7 separate regions of the Mus musculus genome follow, and regions 1, 2, 3, 4, 5 and 7 are each linked to region 6. Evidence: chromatin contacts called from public HiChIP or PLAC-seq and promoter capture Hi-C data. All regions are on one chromosome and are shown on one strand. The core of a region is the stretch at or near the end of the contact, and the rest is flanking DNA. Distances in the headings are between cores, read along the strand shown.

What was found. Promoter capture Hi-C pulls out the DNA fragments that hold promoters and counts their contacts. HiChIP or PLAC-seq counts read pairs in DNA pulled down with a chosen protein or histone mark.
Region 1: a contact with region 6 is called in a promoter capture Hi-C map of liver, with 4 times the contacts expected there. The contact joins the enhancer-like site here to the promoter of Psmd7 in region 6. A contact is called at or near these places in 7 of 39 promoter capture datasets (the C10 cell line, the HPC-7 cell line, hippocampal neurons and 3 more), 1 of 484 Hi-C or Micro-C datasets (CD8 T cells) and 4 of 115 datasets of contacts at active chromatin or transcription factors (embryonic stem cells, extraembryonic endoderm stem cells, large pre-B cells and 1 more).
Region 2: a promoter capture Hi-C map of pre-B cells shows a contact between it and region 6, with 3 times the contacts expected there. The contact joins the promoter of Slc9a5 here to the promoter of Psmd7 in region 6.
Region 3: an H3K4me3 HiChIP or PLAC-seq map of pro-B cells shows a contact between it and region 6, with 12 times the contacts expected there. The contact joins the promoter of Phlpp2 here to the promoter of Psmd7 in region 6. A contact is called at or near these places in 6 of 39 promoter capture datasets (the 3T3-L1 cell line, the C10 cell line, hippocampal neurons and 2 more), 2 of 115 datasets of contacts at active chromatin or transcription factors (large pre-B cells and pro-B cells) and 2 of 9 other capture datasets (adipose tissue and liver).
Region 4: a contact with region 6 is called in a promoter capture Hi-C map of pre-B cells, with 5 times the contacts expected there. The contact joins the enhancer-like site here to the promoter of Psmd7 in region 6. A contact is called at or near these places in 5 of 39 promoter capture datasets (the 3T3-L1 cell line, 3T3-L1-derived adipocytes, hippocampal neurons and 2 more).
Region 5: a promoter capture Hi-C map of pre-B cells shows a contact between it and region 6, with 12 times the contacts expected there. The contact joins the promoter of Ap1g1 here to the promoter of Psmd7 in region 6. A contact is called at or near these places in 9 of 39 promoter capture datasets (the 3T3-L1 cell line, 3T3-L1-derived adipocytes, the C10 cell line and 5 more), 2 of 484 Hi-C or Micro-C datasets (CD4 T cells and CD8 T cells), 5 of 115 datasets of contacts at active chromatin or transcription factors (astrocytes, embryonic hindbrain, extraembryonic endoderm stem cells and 2 more) and 1 of 9 other capture datasets (liver).
Region 7: a contact with region 6 is called in a promoter capture Hi-C map of neutrophils, with 4 times the contacts expected there. The contact joins the promoter of Exoc3l here to the promoter of Psmd7 in region 6. A contact is called at or near these places in 3 of 39 promoter capture datasets (the C10 cell line, neutrophils and pre-B cells) and 1 of 9 other capture datasets (adipose tissue).

What each region holds. Positions count from the first base shown.
Region 1 is chr8:109,794,090-109,796,789 of GRCm38.p6, reverse strand. All of the region lies in intron 1 of Ap1g1 (adaptor protein complex AP-1, gamma 1 subunit), which reads right to left. Among named protein-coding and RNA genes, the nearest start is that of Ap1g1, 17 kb to the right of the region's middle. Within about 2 kb of position 1,394, at least 9 of the 459 cell types and tissues checked have an H3K27ac peak or open chromatin away from gene starts, as enhancers often do. A contact at or near this core is called in liver, where this site is marked.
Region 2 is chr8:105,346,831-105,349,530 of GRCm38.p6, reverse strand. Slc9a5 (solute carrier family 9 (sodium/hydrogen exchanger), member 5) reads right to left here and starts at 1,273. Exons shown (of 16, transcript NM_001081332.1): 1 at 1-1,273. The coding sequence starts at 154. Fhod1 (formin homology 2 domain containing 1) reads left to right here and starts at 1,561. Exons shown (of 22, transcript NM_177699.4): 1 at 1,561-1,878. The coding sequence starts at 1,678. Gm46049 (a long non-coding RNA gene) reads right to left here. Exons shown (of 4, transcript XR_003947441.1): 3 at 2,693-2,700; 4 at 1,875-2,456.
Region 3 is chr8:109,867,260-109,869,959 of GRCm38.p6, reverse strand. Phlpp2 (PH domain and leucine rich repeat protein phosphatase 2) reads right to left here and starts at 1,357. Exons shown (of 19, transcript NM_001122594.2): 1 at 1,243-1,357. The coding sequence starts at 1,341. It overlaps Gm17344 (a long non-coding RNA gene), which reads left to right and starts at 1,430. Exons shown (of 4, transcript XR_003947453.1): 1 at 1,430-1,664.
Region 4 is chr8:109,919,164-109,921,863 of GRCm38.p6, reverse strand. It overlaps Phlpp2 (PH domain and leucine rich repeat protein phosphatase 2), which reads right to left. Exons shown (of 19, transcript NM_001122594.2): 10 at 1,723-1,783. Among named protein-coding and RNA genes, the nearest start is that of Marveld3, 42 kb to the left of the region's middle. Within about 2 kb of position 1,288, at least 79 of the 459 cell types and tissues checked have an H3K27ac peak or open chromatin away from gene starts, as enhancers often do.
Region 5 is chr8:109,777,102-109,779,848 of GRCm38.p6, reverse strand. It overlaps Ap1g1 (adaptor protein complex AP-1, gamma 1 subunit), which reads right to left and starts at 1,266. Exons shown (of 24, transcript NM_009677.6): 1 at 887-1,266.
Region 6 is chr8:107,587,065-107,589,764 of GRCm38.p6, reverse strand. It overlaps Psmd7 (proteasome (prosome, macropain) 26S subunit, non-ATPase, 7), which reads left to right and starts at 1,283. Exons shown (of 7, transcript NM_010817.2): 1 at 1,283-1,486. The coding sequence starts at 1,413.
Region 7 is chr8:105,294,734-105,297,471 of GRCm38.p6, reverse strand. It overlaps Exoc3l (exocyst complex component 3-like), which reads left to right and starts at 1,359. Exons shown (of 14, transcript NM_177788.5): 1 at 1,359-1,566; 2 at 1,766-1,846; 3 at 2,037-2,212; 4 at 2,288-2,507. The coding sequence starts at 1,813.

The DNA of each region.
Region 1 (2,700 bases), core at 145-2,644, 2.2 Mb before region 6:
CAGGCATCTTAAACTCAGAAAACTATGGGATCTGGTACTTAATGAAGAAATTAAAGGCTGGAGAAATGGCTCAGCTGTTAAGAACAATGACTGCTCTTCTGAAGGTCCTGAGTTCAAATCCCAGCAACCACATGGTGGTTCACAACCATCCATAATGAGATATGACACCCTCCTCTGGTGTGTCTGAAGACAGCTACAATGTACTTAACATAGAATAATAAATAAATCTTAAAAAAAAAGAACACAGTAAAAAAAAGAAATTAAAAATAATAATAGTTTAGTGCCCACGGGACTATGTCATAAAGTGTCATTTATTTCAAGAAAACAGAATACAAAAAAAAAAAAAATAGCATCAACACAGCATTGTTCAGATCTAGTTCAAAGTAAAAGGGGGATAATAAAAACATGAAATAAAAATCAGTTTCATAACATAACATTCTCCTTGTTCAAATCAGTGAATCCCCCTACCACATGAGAAAGTATTAAATAATTTTTACTAAAAAAATACAATCACTCAACAAATGTTTGTTCACTTTTTTTAATGGCAGATATTCCAACAGGTACTTGGGCCCAGAATGGTCAACATATTTATCCTTAAGAACTCAAAAGTGAAGCTCGAATCCCAGTACTTGCAGGCCAGAGGACTGGAGAGTGGGGCCAACAGGGCTATCAGACTCTGTCTCAAAAAATACTAGAAAAACTCAAAAGTCTAGTGAGAAGGACAGAATTTAAATTCTGGCCATATAGTAAAAAGAAACAAGCAAATGGCAAAAGAAGAAAAGGTTCATATACAAATAATTCAAATTTTGTCATGGCCAAAATAATTTATTATATTCAGGCCTTTTTTTCTTTTGAAATGAAGGCTTTTTACAGACTTCAGAGTTTTTCCATTTTGTAAAGATAACGGAAGACACGGACTGTGCTGATTTGCCCACTATGTCTGTCTAGCACACTACCTCAATTACCGATGGTATTTTTGAAGCAAAAACAGTCAGTCATACCAAGTGAAAAAAAAAATGTTACCGACAAATTCATGCCTACTTGGGTCAGATTTTGTAAACACTGGAAAGATTATGAAACCCTGCACATTTTCAATGTTCTTGGTTTTCTGTTGTTAACTTTAATTTCAAGCTTGAGACAAGGAATTGTACACTGAGAGCTTTAAGTGATAAGCTTGGGATCAATTACCTGGGTTGAATCCTAGCTCCACCACTTAATAGCTAGCTGTGTGTCCTTGAGTAAATGACTTAAACTCTGACATCTTCAGTTTCCTCATCTGCAAAATGTGGAGAAAGTACCTATCTCAAAGGGTTATTGCAAGACTTCAATATAACACATAAAATAAACACAAAAGAACATACTATTCTAGCCTGCCACGATGGCTCACCCCTGTAATCCCAGCACTCACAAGCCTGGAACAAAAGGTCAAAAAAGGTTAAAGCCAGCCTGAGCTATGCTATATTGGAGAAACCCTGTTTTTTGAGCATTTTTTTAAAGATCATTTTCTTTTAAAATGGACAGAGAAGAAGGGTGTGACCATATCCATGGGAAAGATAAAGATCAGCCCCAGCCCCTGGCACATCTGTGAGAGAAGGACACAACTGCAGGGACAGCATGAGATACAGGATCTTTGGTAACATTTCCTTTCTGAGATGGATATTGGGTAAATGAATATTTATTATTGCTCACCATGTTTATGTCTGAAATATTTCATACTTAAACTAAATAATGAGAAAGGCCCTGAAACTAATCTCCAGTCCTGAAATAAAAAATTCTAAATTTAAATATATCTAATCCATTCAGTAAGCACTGTTATCACATTATCTGGAAAGTATAAACTATCTGGTTGTATCTGGTTGGCCATGTCTGACTTCAACAGGCTATATAACTGCTGACCTTCAACTCCTAATCTGTCTGCCTCTCTATCCCTACACACACACACACACACACACACACACACACACACACACACACACAAAAGCTGGAATAGTAGGTATGCACTACCACACCAAGCTTTATTTTTCAAAGTACTAAAAGACCACAAAGGGATATGGCTATAGCTTGATGATACAGATTGTGCCATCTATCCACAAGACCCTGGCTTCAATCAACAATACCAAAAGAACAACAACAAAAAGTGCTGGGGAGATAGTTTACCAGATGCACTGGCTAGCCTATGTCAACCTGAAATGTAAGCCAAATAAACACTTTCCTCCCCAGCTTGCTTGTTGGTCATAGTGTTTTCATTGCAGCAAAGAAACACCAAAACACCAACCAGACACAACAGACACTTGCTGTGCAAACATGAGTACCAGACTTCAGATCCCAGCACAAGCCCCAGACATAGCACACTCATGACTGTACTGCCAGCATTGAGGATTGGGGAGGGAAAAGAAGCAAAGACAGGAAAAACTGGGTTTTCCTGGCCACCAGACTATGCGAAAAGATAGTGATTGAATTCCAGGTTCAGTGAGAGACCATGTCCCAAAAGGCTAAGGGGAAGAACAGTAAGATATGCCTACACAAGTGAAGATGCTCGCTCACACACTCGTTCGTACACAGAAGGGAGGGAATTGAAGCCATCTAGTTAGTATGCTAGCAAAAAGCATTCAATGGCTTGGCTTCCTAAGGTCCTAAGTCTTTCTTCAATTTGCTCAACTCCTAACTCTATGTCCAACCCCACCTGGTTTGTTCAGTGTT
Region 2 (2,700 bases), core at 24-2,523, 2.2 Mb after region 6:
GGTAGGGCGCCTCCACCTCGTGCCACTGCCAGCGGAAGAGCGCCAAGCCTGGAGGAGGCTCACCCAACGGCCCGGACTCCTGGGTGGGTTCTTCTGTGGCCCCCGCCCCCGCCAGGGGCAACCCGGGCAGAAGAAGCAGTGCGGCGCTCAGCATCTTGCTGTCCTCCGGGCACTGCACGGCCGCCGGCCCCGCGTCGCTGCCGCCGCCGCCGCCGCCGCTGCCGCCGCCTACCCGGCGCCCCCGCGTCACAGGCACGTGGGGCTCACTCCCCCCAATCCGAGCTCCGATACCCCCAGGCCAGGTCCGGACCCCGAGACCCTGCCCAGGATCCTAGCAGTTAGGATCCCCTCCTCCATCTCTTCTAGGTTAATCTCATCTCCGGAAATTCCCCAGCATAACCCTCCTAACCCCTCGAGTCCTGAAACCCACTCTTTCGAGTGTGCTCTCCTAAACCGCCTCTCCTCCGGATTCAGAAAGGTGACCAGCCACCGCGTCCCGGAGCACCAAGAAGGACGGGGGTCTCGGGAAGCAGAGACAAGCGCAGCTACTGCAGAACACCGCCCAGCAGCGGGCCACCCGTCCCAGGTGCTCAGGCTGCGGGTCCCAGTGCTAAGCTGAGAAAACCGCAGGGGGCGGTGCGCTGCCGCCTTCCAGCACGATCTCCAAAACCTGGGACCCCCCTACCGGACCACAGCTGCGCACGCGCACTGGGCACACCCAGAAAGCCTAATGGACAACGGTGCTCTCAACGTACCCAGAAACCTCAAGGCCGGGACGGACCCGGCTCTTTCCAGGCTGAAAAGCTGGCTATTCCTCATCTCTCCAGAGCCCAGAGGCGCCGCCTTCCCTTTCCTTCAAACTACAGGGAACTGTTTGCCTATTCCATGGATCTGAGAGGACCTTATGGAATTCCCTTTAAATTAGGAACAACTTGGGGCATTTGACTCATCTCGCCCCAAACCGAAGAATGTCTCCACTTTTCATTCATCACCCAAGCCGAAAAAACATGTGCTACCTGCCTCCTCACAGTGACTCATCCCATTCTTTTTCGAGAAAGAGCACCCGTCCTCTTTTTTTTTGCCCCCACAGCTAAAGGGGACTGAATCCACCTCTTCTTTCAAATATAAAATCTATTTCCACTTCTTATTCCACATTGAAAGAGATTCTTCTTACTGCTTTCCCCAAATGAGAGAAATGCTTTCATTTGTCTTTCAAGCTAGCAATTAGTCCCATCTCGTCCCTTGAGAGTGGCCCAGCTACCCAGATTATCCGAAGAGATTTACCCCCCCCCCCCCATCTGCCCTAAAAATCCTTACAAAGATCCGCTGCAGCCTCGCCCATACCAAATCTAAAGAAAGTCTCCCCGCCCTCTGCTCTGAGGCGGAGCGGGAGCTCGGGTTTTCCCGCCCTCCTAGCAATGGAACTAACGGGATCACCAGCTCTCTGAGTGGCTGGCCCAAGCGCCGCCTCCGGCGGTGGTTAACCCCGAGCGCGCGCTCGCCGCTCAGTCTTGGCTCCACCCCCTTCCTTGGTCCTACCTTCATCTGGCTCCGCCCCTCGAGCCGCGAGCGTCCGGCCCAGCCTGGCCCGGCCCTAACAGCAAAGTTTAGTCGAGTTGAAGTTGCAGCATTTGCAGGGGACACAAGAGGCGTCCAGCGGTAGCCGGTGGCAGAGCCATGGCGGGCGAGGAAGAGCGCGGGGATGGGGACCCAGTATCCGTGGTAACTGTGAGAGTGCAGTACCTGGAAGACACCGACCCTTTCGCTTGTGCCAACTTCCCGGAACCACGCCGGGCCCCCACCTGCAGCCTGGACGGGGCTCTGCCCCTGAGTGCGCAGATCCCTGCTCTGCACCGACTCCTGGGGGCGCCTCTTAAGGTGAGGGGCGCTGCGGAGGTTGAGGTGGGCGGTGGACAGACAGTGCTTCTAGGAGAGAGATCGTCACGGGCGGGTGCTCGCCTCCAGAAAAGTCTCCGGCCGGGGTCCTAAGGTCTATGCTCCTCTGCCTACAGGGGGAGACTCAAGTTGAGGGGACAGTATAGAAGCCAAATGAGAGTTTGTGATTTGTTCCACTCGGGCTTCCCTTGAAAGTTAGGCCCTCCTGAAGAGGTGCTTGGAGTCCCCTCGCTGCCTCTTTGCCAGGGTTGCTGCTGTGGTTGTAGCGGATTGGGGAAGTGGAGTTGGGAAGGGACAGACTTCCACCTGCTCCAGGTAGTCGGGGGCGGGGCCCCAAAGAGGGGCGGGTTTAGGGAGCAATCATAGAAGGGATCGAGGCTACCGGCTGGGTTGGGTCCTTGGAATACAGTCTCTCCAGCGCTGTTGAAGACTGGAGTCCCAGCCAGGATGAGAGGAGTCCCTTGGAAGCGGCCGTGCGCTCATGGGAGGCTGCCCGGGTGGGAAAGCCCTTTGCGTCACCGCCCCCATGGTCCCTTAGGCCCGCCGCTGGTGGCCTACGCCTGGAAGGGAGGGGGTGGATCAGTCTAATTTTAAACCGCTGGCCTACCCTAGTTGCCGACGTTCCTAGGCCGACTTTGCTCAGTTAGAGAGGCATTTTTCCGTATGTCCAGCAGGACCACCCCTCCCCTCCTGCTGGCCTCCCCTCCACCTCCCCGCAGGCATCCCTTTCCGGCTTGCTTTTTCCGGGCCAGGACTCCCAGAGGCATACACACTACCACCCCCCAGGGTTCCTGACCTGCGGGT
Region 3 (2,700 bases), core at 108-2,607, 2.3 Mb before region 6:
AAAATTTCAGTCTACTGAGTATTGGTTTTATGAATTCACTAAGTACAACAAATAAATTTTTCTGCTGCTTCCATCTTTGTGCTACTTTACTAATAATCTTAATAAAAGGAAATATTACTCAACAACAATCTCATTTAATTACTTAAGGTTTGCTTTTAACATTAAGTATCTTCGATGTTTGGCAGACTGGTTTCGAAACACATTAAATCTTAATTTTCTTCCCCTTCTTTGGCAAGTTTTAAATCCTGCCAATTGCTCTTCTAGAACTCTAGAGGAATTCCATTCCACTATTCCAGTTCGTTTATATACTGAACCTACAGAAAAAAATGTCTCTGCACTATTTCAGAGGTTAGTAGAGAACTCCACCCAGTTAGCCACCTTTTAGCCATCTCTGCTGACCTCACCTCAGCTCACCTTCTGCATTCTTCCTGCATAGAAACTTCTTGTCATCACTCACCTTCAAGGCTCCACTCCCCTTTCCCCTGCATCTGTTTTCCTATCCTCCTACTCCCCTGATTCTACCAAAAAGCCCCGCTTAGCTGCCTGTTGCATAACGGCTCCCCCACTGCCTTCTCCCCGGATTGTCAGCCAAGCAGGAGTGCCCCTTCGGGCTCTGCTCTCCCACCCCCGCCCCCCAAACCCTGCAACACGCCCAGCAGGTCCACAGGCAGCAGATCCTCCGGGACTGTCCCCCGAGCGGGAAGCGCGGGGTGTTGCGTCTTGGAGCCGAGAGCCGGTTCGGAACTCCCGCAGCCAGTCCCGAGGGCAGCGTGGCCGCTCCCGCCGGCGCAGCCCGCGCACACCGCGGCGCCTGGCCAATCGCCGCCGCCATCCTCCAGCTGGGGTGATGTCTTCAGGTGTCCGCCGAGTCCTGCGTACTCGCCGCCTGACTCCCGCCAGGCGCGGCCGGCCCTCGGAGCCCCCCGGAATCCGTCCCGGGGCCCCGGGCTAGGCCCAGCGAGGAGACTGAGGTCCCGGGGATGCGGGGAGGAAGGAAGGTGGGGGCAGCGGCTGCCCGAAGGCGTGGGCCTGCCGGGCGGCGGTCAGGGATGGACAGCGCCGGGGACCAGGGCGGCGGAGGCCAGGGCGGGGGCGCGGCCCGGAGGCCCCACAGCAGGCCCGCGGCGGCCCGGCCAAGTGCAAGCGGCCCAGGGACGCAGGGCGGGGGGCGCCCGCCGCCTCGGGCAGCTTAGCGAAGGCGGCCACAGCCCTCTTGCTTCCTCCCTCTCCCTGCCGTCTCACCTTTAGGACCCGAATCCCTCCGGGCCGGCGAGGCGCCGCCGCTTCAGGTGGCTCCGGGGGCTCCAGCGGGCCCGCGGGCACGGGCTCCACCTCCCCCATTGGCGGCCAAGGATTTACAGAGACGCCCGGCCCGGCGCGACAGCGCGAGCCTCGGAGGCGCGCGCGAGCAGCGGGAGGCCTCGCCCCTCCGCCTAGACCCCGCCCCTAACCAAGACGCTCCGCCCCCTTCGGTCCCTCCCCGACCCGCTGGACCTGCGTAGTCGTCAGCCTGGCGAGGCCGGAGTAGAATTGTGGGAGGCTGGCGCCACTGCAGGCGGAGTAAGCCTCTGCTGCGCTCCACCCTGAGCTCCTAGGACCAGGGCGCAGGGAGAGCAATTTGGTACTTTCTGGATCCTCCAAGAAGCGGCCAGAGGAAGTGACAGGTAAGGCCTGCACCTGTTAAAATAGACAAGATACAACCCTCCACCATGGGCGGCGCTGGAATTCTCCATCCAAGACGCTTCCTGCTCCCAAATGTGTCTTGTCCCCTGGCACCCACTGGGGGTGAAAGAACTGTTGCTTATACTCACCTCTTAGGGATAGCTGGCGACCTTCTTCATCAAACCACCTCAAGTACACTAAGCTTTCCAGGCACAGTTCAGTGTCCTTTTCCTGTAATCAAAGTATCAGATTTCCTTTCTCGTCCTCAACCACTCAACCAGTAACATGGTGTGTAAGCCCGCTTTCTATTTTGCAAGTCTTAATTCACCTATTTTAAAAGCTGACTCTTTTTGTTCCTGGAGTGAAAGATAGTTTTGTGGTTAGTGGGCCAAATTATAAGTCTGCCTAATTCCAATTCCAAATCTCAATTGTACTCTTTTTTTTTTTTTTTTCTTTTGGTTTTTCGAGACAGGGTTTCTCTATGTAGCCTTGGCTGTCCGGGAACTCACTTTGTAGACCAGGCTGGCCTCGAATTCAGAAATCCGCCTGCCTCTGCCTCCCAAGTGCTGGGATTAAAGGCGTGGGTCACCACACCCCGTTAATTATACTCATTATTAGATCTATACATTCTATACATGTACAAATTACTTGATCTAATTCTTTCGGATTTTTTTTTTTTTTGAGACAGAAAATTACACATAGCCCAGGCAGACCCGAACTCACTATATAGCCAAAGCTGGCCCTGAACTTTTAGAGTCTCCTGTCTCCACCTCCCCAGTGCAGATGTGCACCACTATGCCCAGCTTCAGGTGGGTCTTCCGTGTTGTTATGGGTATTAAGTCTATGCAACACAACACGTGTATGACTGATGATAGAGGCCAGAAGACAGTGTCGGATCCTCTGGACCTGGAGTTATAGATGGTTGTAAATTGACAGGTGAACTCTGGGAGTTGACCCTGGGTTCTCTGGAAGAGCAGCCAGTGCTCTGAACCACTAAGCCATCTCTCTAGACCCTTGCGTTGGTTCTTAAGGAGTGAA
Region 4 (2,700 bases), core at 39-2,538, 2.3 Mb before region 6:
GTGGCATCAAAGATAACCAGGAATTCTATAGGTAATGACAGAGAGAAAAGAAGCAAATTCTCAGAAAAACAGAAGGAGTAACAGTGAGAAAGTAGACACAAAAGGCAACCAGCAGCAGGGCAAAGTTTCAAGTCACTGGAAAAACAAACTCGAAATAGTTCATACAGCTCCGCCCGCATCATACAGACTTCTACTGTCAGAGGTCACCCACCCCTTCCAGATCTCAAGGTGTATATCAGTTATGTGGCAGGCTGAAGTGAGAGCTATAGGAGAAGCAGACTTTGCTGTGACAAGTTTGTGAAAAGAAAACTTGGCCTGAAATAGCCAAGGCCACTAGCTGCTCAAAAACATGACATCTGGGCTGGAGAGATGGCTCAGTGGGTAAGAGCACTGACTATTCTTCCGGAGGTCCTGAGTTCAATTCCCAGCAACCACATGGTGGCTTACAACCATCTGTAATGAGGTCTGACGCCCTCTTCTGGTGTTCCTGAAGACAGCAACAGTGTACTCACATAACATAAAATAAATAAAATCTTAAAAACAAAAAAAATGACATGAACTGGGTTAGATTCTGTGACCTTACATGAAAATACTTAAGCAGCAATGATGCCAACTTGAGTCACAGCACAGAGATATGGCAAGGAAGAGTGTGCTGTGTAATGGGAGGCCAAGCATGAAGTGTTTCCCTGGAAACAGGGAAAGTTAGGCTGGAACTAGGTCTAAACCATGTCTGCAAAGTTCTTACTCGATCCTATATGTGTAGGGCCTACCTCAAGGGTTTATAAACAGTATACAGATGATGTCAGCTGTGTGCTTTAAATACATGACTGGTTGGTGGAGCCCAATAAAGATGATTCTGCCAAGAAGAAAGAGAAGAAAGAAAAAGAAGGAAGAAAGGGAAGAGGAAAGAAGAATGAGAGGCAGGAGTGATACAGGCCTGAGTGAGTAGTCATTCAGCTGAAGGAGAGGCAGGAATTCCAGCACTGCCCAGGGGCAGCAACGGCGATGACTCAGAGAAGGATTAGGTAAAGAAGGAGGACAGAATGAAAGATGGAAGGAAGCTACTTTCAGGTCCTGGAGGACCAGGGGCCTGACGGGGCTGAATTATGAACAGACACAGAAAACAAGTCCGGAGCAGTGGAAGTTGAGCTAATGTTACAGAGGTTTGAGACTCCTGGGGTGTGGGTAGCAAAACCAACTGGCGAAGAACTGGATACATAAGCCTGACCTGAGAGGAGAGGCTCAGTCTAGAAAACTGGCGGATGCCAACACTCAGTGACTCAAATCACTGGACTCAATGAGACTGCATCTGCAACAGGGCAGTGTGCCAAGTCAGAACTGGGGGGTGACTGCCTGCAGGAGAACACAACAGAACCAAAGACACAGAAGCAACGACTGACATGGCATTACAAAGAACATGGCCAGTTTGAAAGCTGCCTTTTAAAAGAAGGAGTAGTATCATCAGGGAAAAGTGAACTAGAGATGGCCAAAAGTGAGCTGCTGACGAGATAAGGAAATGGCAAGCAAGGCAACAGCTCTCCTGACAAATGGAGACAGAAAGGTGAAGACAGTGGAATTAAGCAACACTTTGTTTATTCAGACAGCAGAGATCTAATTCCTCTTACCCTCCTTCCTTTAGCCACGAAATAGTATCTCTCCCCCTCCCCTGAGACAGCACCCCCCCCCAATCAAAACAAGCTCCACCCTCGTGGACAGACTCACTGGGAGAGCTCCAAAGAAGTGAGCAGGCTGGGCACTGGGTACACATTCACTGCCGTCAGCCCTGTGAGAAAACAGACAACATGCTAGCAATGGTCTCCGACAAAGAGCAGGAACTAGAGAGGGTTAGAGAGCTGGCTCAGTGGCTCTTCCAGAGGACCCACGTCCAGGTTCCAGCACTACAGCGGGTAGTTCATGACAGCCTGTTAATTCCCGTTTCCTGGGGCTGGGATGCTGCCGGCCTCCATGGGCAACTGCATGTTCCCACACACGTATACACAGGTTTTAAAGGAATAGCTTGTAAACAAGCAACAGCGGTTTTGTAGAGATGACTAAAGATAAAAACTACTGGCAGCTCACTCTGACTGACATTCAACCCTAGTCTGTTTTTGCAAACATACACAACTACTAACTTTGGGGTCTTTCGCATTTACACTACATCACTAATGTTAACACTACAACCACTAATGTTAACAGTACCACTTAGTTTATAACTTGAAAAATTAATACTTAGATTTTTAAAAAGCATTTCTTTTTAATTACATGTATGTGTGTGGCATGAACATACCGTGCAGGAGTCCCCAGAGAGCAGAGAAATTGGATCTCCCCGGAGGTGGAGTTAGCAGGTAACTCTGAGAGCCTCACACGGGTGCTAGAGACCTAACTCAGGTCCTCTTTAGGAGCTCTGAGAACTCTTAACCACTGAGCCATCTCTCCAGGACAATATCTACATTTTTGGTAAAAATAACGTCATTTTTAATTGAAGTATAACGCAGCTAGAGAACCAATCCTAAGTGTATGGATCAGTGAAATGGAACAGCAGTGAGCTAAGGCTCAGACCATCCCCAAGGTATTGCCACCTCCTGAGCATTTCCTCATCTCCTCTTCTAGCCACCACACACTCAAACGTACCACTTTCTACCCTGGTTACAAACAGCAGACAACACCTGCCAGTTATAAAACCAAACTTTCCTCCATGCC
Region 5 (2,747 bases), core at 17-2,516, 2.2 Mb before region 6:
AAGTATCAGTAAGTGCCCCAAAGCTCAGCTTTCAGAACAGAAAGAAATGCAGAAAGTTATTTTCACAGCTCCTTCGCACCCAAAGCCACTTGGCCTGCTTTAAACCCATTTGCTGCGGAAATACACCCTAGGGTGGTTCGACGGCTCTCCGACACCAAGCCCTAACTGGGAAGCAGAACCGACAGTTCCAGGCAATGAGGAAGAGCCTGAGAATTACTAGAAACCGACGTCCGCAGAACCGAGAGTTGGAGAGGAGAGTGAATAGTGCGGTCTCAGGTGAGTTCTTTAAAAGAAAAAGAGAAAGAAGAAGAAGGAAGAAGAAAAAAAAAAAAGCGAAAGTGTTTGGACCAGAAGTTAGTTGGAAGGTTAGAGGGAGGCGAGGCCGATGTCCGGCTTTCAGTGGACGGCACTGCAGGGACCAGGCAGAATTGCCCCTGCGTGGGAAATGCTCAGAGTTCTCAGATCTGACCCGAGTCCCCAACACAAGAACGCTGATACGTGGCTCCGAGAGGACACGCGGGGGTGGGGCCCGGCCCCGCTAAATCCTAAGCTCCCCGAACGGAGCGAGCTTTCAAAGGAGCCTCGCAGCCTGAGAAAGTCAATGGGTTCAAGGAGGCCTGCGGCGGCCAGACCACGCCAAGGGAAGAGGAAAGCGACCGCGCACGACAGCTCCGGCTCTGAAGCTCCCGAGGTCGGCCCTCAGGAAGTCCAAGCAAGCCCGGGGCTCCCGGGTCCCTCCTGACCCAAACCTGGGTCCTCCTCACCCCCCACCCCCCACAGGCTGAGCCCGGACCCCTGGGACTGACAGGAGGTTTCCGGCCAGACGCTCGCGGCTGCGGCAGAGCCCAAGAGCCGACCCGCCCTCGGTGCCGCGAGTGACACTCACCGGCCCGAAACCTCGAAGGAAACCAGCAGCTTCGGGGGCGGCGGCGGCAGTGGCAGCAGGAACCGAACATCCAAAATGGCGGCTCCCTCGGCCTCAGCACCGCGACTGCAGGCGGAGGGATCCCGGGCGAGGAGGGCGCCTCTACCTCACGCCTCGCGCTTCCCCGGGAGACGCCGCTCCCCGGCTCCCTCTCGCCGGCCGCCCCGCGTCCCTCCGACTGCAGCCCGTGCCGTCTCCCACCCCGGATGACCCGAGGACTCGGCCCCCGCCGAGGACTATTTGCCGAGGAGGAGGCGACTGCGCCGGGCAGAGCGACTCAAAGCGTAGCAAGGGTCGGGGCTGTCACTGATGACGCTCGACGCCGCTGCCGAGTCACCGCTGCGAGGAGTCTGAGCTAGCACGCTCCGGCCCGGCCCTGGAGCCGTCGCACTTTGGTTCCGTTCTGGGGGGAGGGGAAAACTGTGCAGCCAGGAAACGGTGGGGGTCACCTGAGGTGGGCGGAGCTCAGCGAGGGAGCTGGGGAAGGCGGAGAGGAGATGCAGGGGAAAGCGCATAGACATGGTGTGACCAGTTTTGTCCGAAAGGATTCCTAAGTGGTCCTCGTTGGCCAGAGGTTTCTGGTCAACATTAGAAACATGCTCCAAGTGGCTTTGGATTCTAGGGTTTTATGGTATCTTCAATTTTTTTTTTTTTTTTTTTTTTTTTTTTTTGCGAAAACAGGTAAAAAGATGAAACCTAAGAATGGATTCCAAGCACAGCACCACCGCCTTGTGCGGCAATCTCACCTACGATCCAGTCCCCTCCTGTGAGGGGAAAAAAGAATCTGGACAAATGTCAGCTAAAACTCTTCCAGAATAGCTTTTCCATCTATGATTGAATGAACTAATGACCTGAAGCAAAGAAAGTCTAACTAGACAGTTCCTGGCGTGATAAATAATTACTAACTTGTGACCCAAGTCTTTTCCATGTGAACCTAGAGATCCTTGATATCTTGGCCCATTTAAAGGAAAGGTGACCTACCTAGAATAAAATCTTTCCGATAGATTGACAACAAAGGTATCCCAGATGTGAATAAAACACAAGACTACACTGAATACCAAAGACCAGGAACTAAGCAAAAATCCTGAGTTTCAAATTTGAGTGTCATAAACAGGAAGTTGCATCTTTTAGACATTCGTTTTTCATGCAAGGATTTCAAAATACAGACGTTGAGCTGAGTAAGTCTAGCCATACAATTTTGACCTTGAATTTCTGGAGCATGCCAAGTGGCTGGAAAGAAAGGATACCAAGGGCACGATCAAATTTATTAAATATTGGTGTCATATTGATCATAAGGTACCATCGTATGTACAACCTAGCCCGCTAAGCAATCTCGTGAGTCAAAGTAAGTAACCAAAGTTTACAAATAATGAGATTTAAGACTTGAGAAAAACTACAACTGTCTCTCACAATGGAGTCTGCCTTAAGATGTCATCTTACACAGAAAATTCACCACACCCCATATACATATTCCAACCCATACCTACCGGTTTATAGAGCAGAATGCTTACGGAATTCAAATCCTCCTACCTTTCTTCGGGGCATCTGTACAGGGCAGCCCTAGGTACACCCTAAGACTAGAAGAACATCATAATGCTAGCACAGTGCAGATTACTTTGAGCCAGGCCTATGCATGAAACATGCCAAATTCACTGTGAAATTTCCGTAAAGGAAATCTTCAAGCAGAGATGCAAGGCAAAGGTAGCCAAGTTTTCCACATGGAAGATTAAAATAGTTTTTATGGGCCAAAATTAAGTGTTTACCATAGCAAACAACAAAAGTTTTATTTTTCTCTTTTCTTCTCCTTCTCCTCCTTCTCCTT
Region 6 (2,700 bases), core at 34-2,533:
TGCTTGTTTTAAAGCTATGATATGCTTACAGACGGGAGACTGGCATGGCTGTCCTCTAAGAGGCCCTACCAGCAGTTGACTTAGACAGACAGATACTTACACCCAAGCATTGAATTGAAATTGGGGACCCCTATAAAAACTAAATTAAATTGAATAAATAAAAATGCTTGCTTTAATTAATTAATTTTAATTAATTTAGCCATGGTGTTTTGGGTTGGTGGCCTTTCTCCCCAAATCTTTGGGATTAACAAAACCTGAATGTTGTTGCACTCATTATGTCACAGTGAGCATTAAGGAAAATTCCCAGAAATAAAAACTATAGATAAAGTATCCAGTCATACACCCAAAGTGTGCCCTTGGTGTTAGAGACCGAGAGCATCTCTAAACCACGTGTGGTCGCATATGCTGTCACCCTTGTACTTAGGAGGAGGTAGAGACAGGGGACCACCCTGGACTATACAACAATTTCCATGCTAGTCAATGTCATAGAAGGCCCAACTTCAAAAGCAATGAAATAAAACATTAAAAATAAATAAATAAAAACCAGGTGTGATGGCATATGACTTTAACTCCAGCACTCAGGGAACAGAGGCAGGTAGAGGCCAGTCAGGTCTACAACGTGAGTTCCAGGACAGCCAGGGCTGTTACATAAAGAAACACCGTCTCAAAAAAAAAAAAAAAAAAAAAAAAAGAAGCAAAACAAAACAAAAACCAAAACCCAAAAACAAACAAACAAACAAATGAAACTCCTCTGGGAAATTTTGAAACAGTGCTGACTTAAAGTGTTAAGTGAAAGTTAAGGGCTGGTGAGATGGCTCAGTGGGTAGGAGCACCTGACTGCTCTTCCGAAGGTCCAGAGTTCGGATCCCAGCAACCACATGGTGGCTCACAACCATCCGTAGCGAGATCTGACTCCCTCTTCTGGTGTGTCTGAAGACAGCTACAGTGTACTTACATATAATAGATAAGTAAATCTTTGAAAAAAAAAAAAGAAAGTTAAATATATGTCGTTAATTATTTGATTAGTAGAAGTACACGCTGTTACTACTTATGTTTATCTGCCTTTTTCTACAACCTTCCAAGGAGGAGAAATGGTGAGCTGGCAAACAACTGAGGAAAAACAAAAACGAAAACAAAAACAAAAACAAAAACCTAGGGAAAGGCTCAATGCCAAGCTTCGTCAATAGCCTAAGTCCCACAGAAGGCAAGGCGGTTCTTTCCCTTTCTCAAGATGGCGCCCCTGGCGACAGGGCGGGCACGAGCGCAAAGCGCTCTGGGAGCGGAAGTCGACTGTGCAGCGGCGGTCAAACCGGAAGGGGAGGTGCTGGGGCCTGGAGGAGCGGCCTGTGTCGCTGCGGTTGCTGGTGTTTGCGGGTTGCAGGGAGCCGGGCCGGTGGTCGGGCTGTGTCGCGATGCCGGAGCTGGCGGTGCAGAAGGTGGTGGTTCACCCCCTGGTGCTGCTCAGTGTGGTGGATCATTTCAACCGGTGAGCGGGTGGCGCGTGGCGGCCACACGGCGCAGGGCTGCTGAGTCACGGGCGCGCCGGGCACAAACGCGGCGGCCGGGGACACGGGTTGGGACAAGCGACCCCAGCGGCTCCACACCGCGGTGCTCGGTACCCATTGACAGCCTCGCACCCCCACCGAGGCCGCCACTCCTGAGTCTGGCCCGCCTGGCGAGGCCCCGGAGCCGGAACGATGCTACCCGCCGAGGCCGCGCCTTTTCCCAGAACGGCTGGGCGCCGTTTAAGACCGAGCTTCAGTCTCGTGTGCCCGTGCCTGTAAAAGCTGTCACTGAAACCCCGGTCTCGGAGTCCCCGATGAACGATTTTCTGGATGAGGCAGGGATCATAGCCAAGTTTCGATTTGGGATTCTGGTCGAATGGTACCTTTAAAATGGGAATGAATAAGGTGTCGGCTTGTTCCTCTAAAAACGAGGCAGGTGCAGATTGGGGCCAGCCTACAGTTCCCTTGGGTAGCTCACTGCCACCCTTGCCTGCTCCAGCCGTTCATCCGGCCAGACCTGTTGCACGTGTTCGGAAGTTTTACAAGATAATTAGTGTGAGGAGTTAACAAATATGAAGGTCCAGTAGGGAGTCTACTTGCAGTCAAGTCGGCGCTAGTGCCTGGTCTGAAGCAGGCTTTGTGCAGCTAACTCAACCAGAGCCAAAAAAAAAAAAAAAAAAAAAAAACCTCAAGACGGAGCCTTTTGAGTCTGAATTCAGTTGTATTGTTCGGAATGCCTGGGATACTAGGGGCCCTGATGGGGTGAACACTGTTTAAGCTTTATTTTAACAATTGGTAAGAATGGGGGGGGGGGGTGCAGACACTGTTGGTAGTTGTATCAAGGAACAGATGGAGGGGCTTTAAAGACTCGTGGATGAAGTTTCCTTTGGCATGTGGAAACTCGTTGTTTGAAGTAGTTTTAGTGGGTTAGAGAGGTGTAATGTTACTTTCACTGTGGCTTGTGTGTTTCCTTAGCATAGAATTAAGTTGTTTCCAAATATGCAGTTTGTTAGTGGCTAAAGAAAACAATTCTTGCTGGGCGTGATGGCGCATGCCTTTAATCCCAGCACCCCGGAGGCAGAGGCAGGCGGATTTCTGAGTTCGAGGCCAGCCTGGTCTACAAAGTGAGTTCCAGGACAGCCAAGACTACACAGAGAAACCCTGTCTCGGAAAAAAAAAAAAACAAAAACAAAAC
Region 7 (2,738 bases), core at 110-2,609, 2.3 Mb after region 6:
TGGAAGAAGTTAGTGAGCAGTACCGGCAGTTGAGAAGCGAGAACCACCCGACTCTTCCTTGCTAAGCTGCTTCTAGACTACTAACTGCCTGAACATTCCATCCAGGGAAGGGAAGCCATAAGCCACAAGCTTAGCCTATTTGCTTAAAACTTATTCTAAAGGCTTCCCTGATGTTCAGAGATAATTCCTGCTGTTCCTGTTACTTCCTGCCAAAACAGCAAGCACTAACAATAAATAGCTTGCATACTTCTATCTCTTATTTCGTTCCAGCATCATTTTTCGCTGGCCTCCATGCTACATACAGTTCACAGTGGCCAGGAGTCTTATTTCCAACCACTACTTAGTCCATGCAAAGGTGTTTGCCTGCGTGTGAATATAAGCAAAGCCTTTAAGGCATTTTCTGACACATGGGAAGAACTGTGTGTTTGCAAGTCTCATTTATTTTTGCAGTTTTTAAAGGTTTATATTATTATTATCATCATCATCATTATTATTATTGTGTGTGTATGTGTTTATGTTTGTCCACATGTGTGCAGGTGCTCAAGGAGGTTTAGAAGAGGGTGTCAGATCTCTGGGAGCTAGAGTTAACAGGCAGTTATTATTAGCTGCCGTGTAGGTGCTGGGAACTGAAGCCCTGTCCTCTGCAAGAGGAGCAAGTGCTCTGAGCCTCTGAGCCATCTTACCAGCTTGCAAGTCTTATTTATTTTTAACAGTGTTATCACTTATGGTTATGTCTTTATGACGGTCAGTCCCTCTAGGACACAAATTGCCTTCCCCAAATTGATTGATGATTCACACTTGTGAGAAAGCAGACTTCGGAAGCTCTAGTTATAATGGAGCCTGAAGTTGGGGTAGTCTTCCTGAGGTCTTAGCTGTCAACCCTTCTGACAGTAGGAAGTGAGGGTCTATTATGATGGGTGGATTTGGGTGGTGCTCCATTATATCTAGTGTCCTCCCTAGCTCCCCATCACTTACAGGAACAATGTAGCTTTTTGGATCCCTAACTGCCATCTCTCACTATTCTTTTGCCTCACCACATGTGATCTTTCCCCTACCAAGGCATATACCATCTGTGGTTCTCAGACTCGACTGCGGTTTGCTGAGGCTCTACCACATAGGGGGTCATCCTTCAAACCAGCTTGAGGCCAAATCAGCTTTAAATATGCATATGTGTTTCCGGAGTATTTAGAAGTCTAAGGTGGGCTGATCAAGACTTGGTGCTCACCGGGGGAGTCCACAGCTGCCCCCACCCAACAGGAAATGGCGCCCAGCGCTCCCCACCTCAATGCAGATGCTTTTCCTGTTGGGAATAAAGTGCCAGAGACTCAACTTCCTTCCTTTCTGCTTTGAAGGAGGGGCCTTGGGGGAGAAGTAGGGGTTTCTGGGCCGTGAAGTGGGAGAGAGGCTTCCTTGGGGAGAGGAATTTGGCTGCTGGTGCCAAAGGAGCTGGAGTCCCTCCGGTCCCGTGAGCAGTGAGGGTGTGCCCAGCTCTGCAGGAGCGAGAAGGCTACTCTCAAGGCCAAGGCCACTTGCAGAGGAGGGAGAACTGGACACCGGTCAGATCTGGTAAGTTCTGTACCAAACTATCCTGGGCGTTACAGAGCAGGAAAGGGGACTTACAGTTTTGCCTATTTGCATAGTCCAAGCCAGAGGACTGAGGCCTCCCAGGTATCCCCTTCTTACTTCCTGAAGGGGGTAGGCAAGGACCCTGCTCCTCTTTCTCAGCGGAGCCCAAGGAACATCCGCTCTGCCTGATCTCCTCCAGGCACTCGCTCCCACTCCTACCACATCGGCAGCAGCTCTAGGCAAACTATGGACAGCAAGATACAGCCCACACTTCGTCCTGGTATGAGCCTCGTTGGCTGGGCTTGGGGAAGGATGATGTCAAGACAAATGGGAATTAGTGGGGTTGGGTTTTCCCGTCAGGTCTAGCTAGAGCTCTATAGGATTGCCAAGAGTGGGGCTGTCCCGAGGAAACAGAAGAGCAGCAGGTGCGTTAGCCACAGGCCCTCCCTGACTGACACAACCAACCCCAGGATCTTCCTGCCCAAGGCCTGAGTGGCCAGAGCAGGAGAGGGCCGAACAGCTGGCTCGGGGTGCAGCACTCAAGTGGGCTTCAGGCATCTTCTACCGGCCAGAGCAGCTGACCAGGCTGGGCCAGTACCGAAGCCGTGAAATACAGCGTAACTATTCCCTGGAAGCAAGAATTAAGGTGGGTGAGGAGCAGGAGTGTTAGACTGGGCTGGAGGGCTGGCCAGGCCTTAGGAGCGGCTACCTCTCTCCACAGTCAGTGGTGCAGTCCTACCTGGAAGGTGTGCAGACTGGTGTGTGGCAGCTGACCCGAGCCCTCGAGGCTGTGCAGGGAACTCGTGAAGCTTTGAGCCAGGCCCATCACTTACTAAAGGGTTTGTCTCGGACCTCACAAACCCTGGAACCCCTGAGGGAATGTGTTGTCCAGCACAAACAACTTCAGATCCTGACTCGGTTGTTGCCAAGGCTACAAGCAGGTGAGTGGGGGCGGGGAAAGCGGAGGTGGAGAGCCCTGGACTTTAGCTTCTAAGAATCCACAAATCCCATTCTGATCAGCAGCTGGGGCACTAGGAAAGGGATTACATGGAGAGAGACACCAGGGACATCCCAGAGAATAATCCCAGCTTCAAAGAGTGTGAGAAATAGGCGCAGTCGCCTCATCCTGGGCTTCTCAGGCTTGGGATGTTAAAGTCAGCACGGGAATTCCA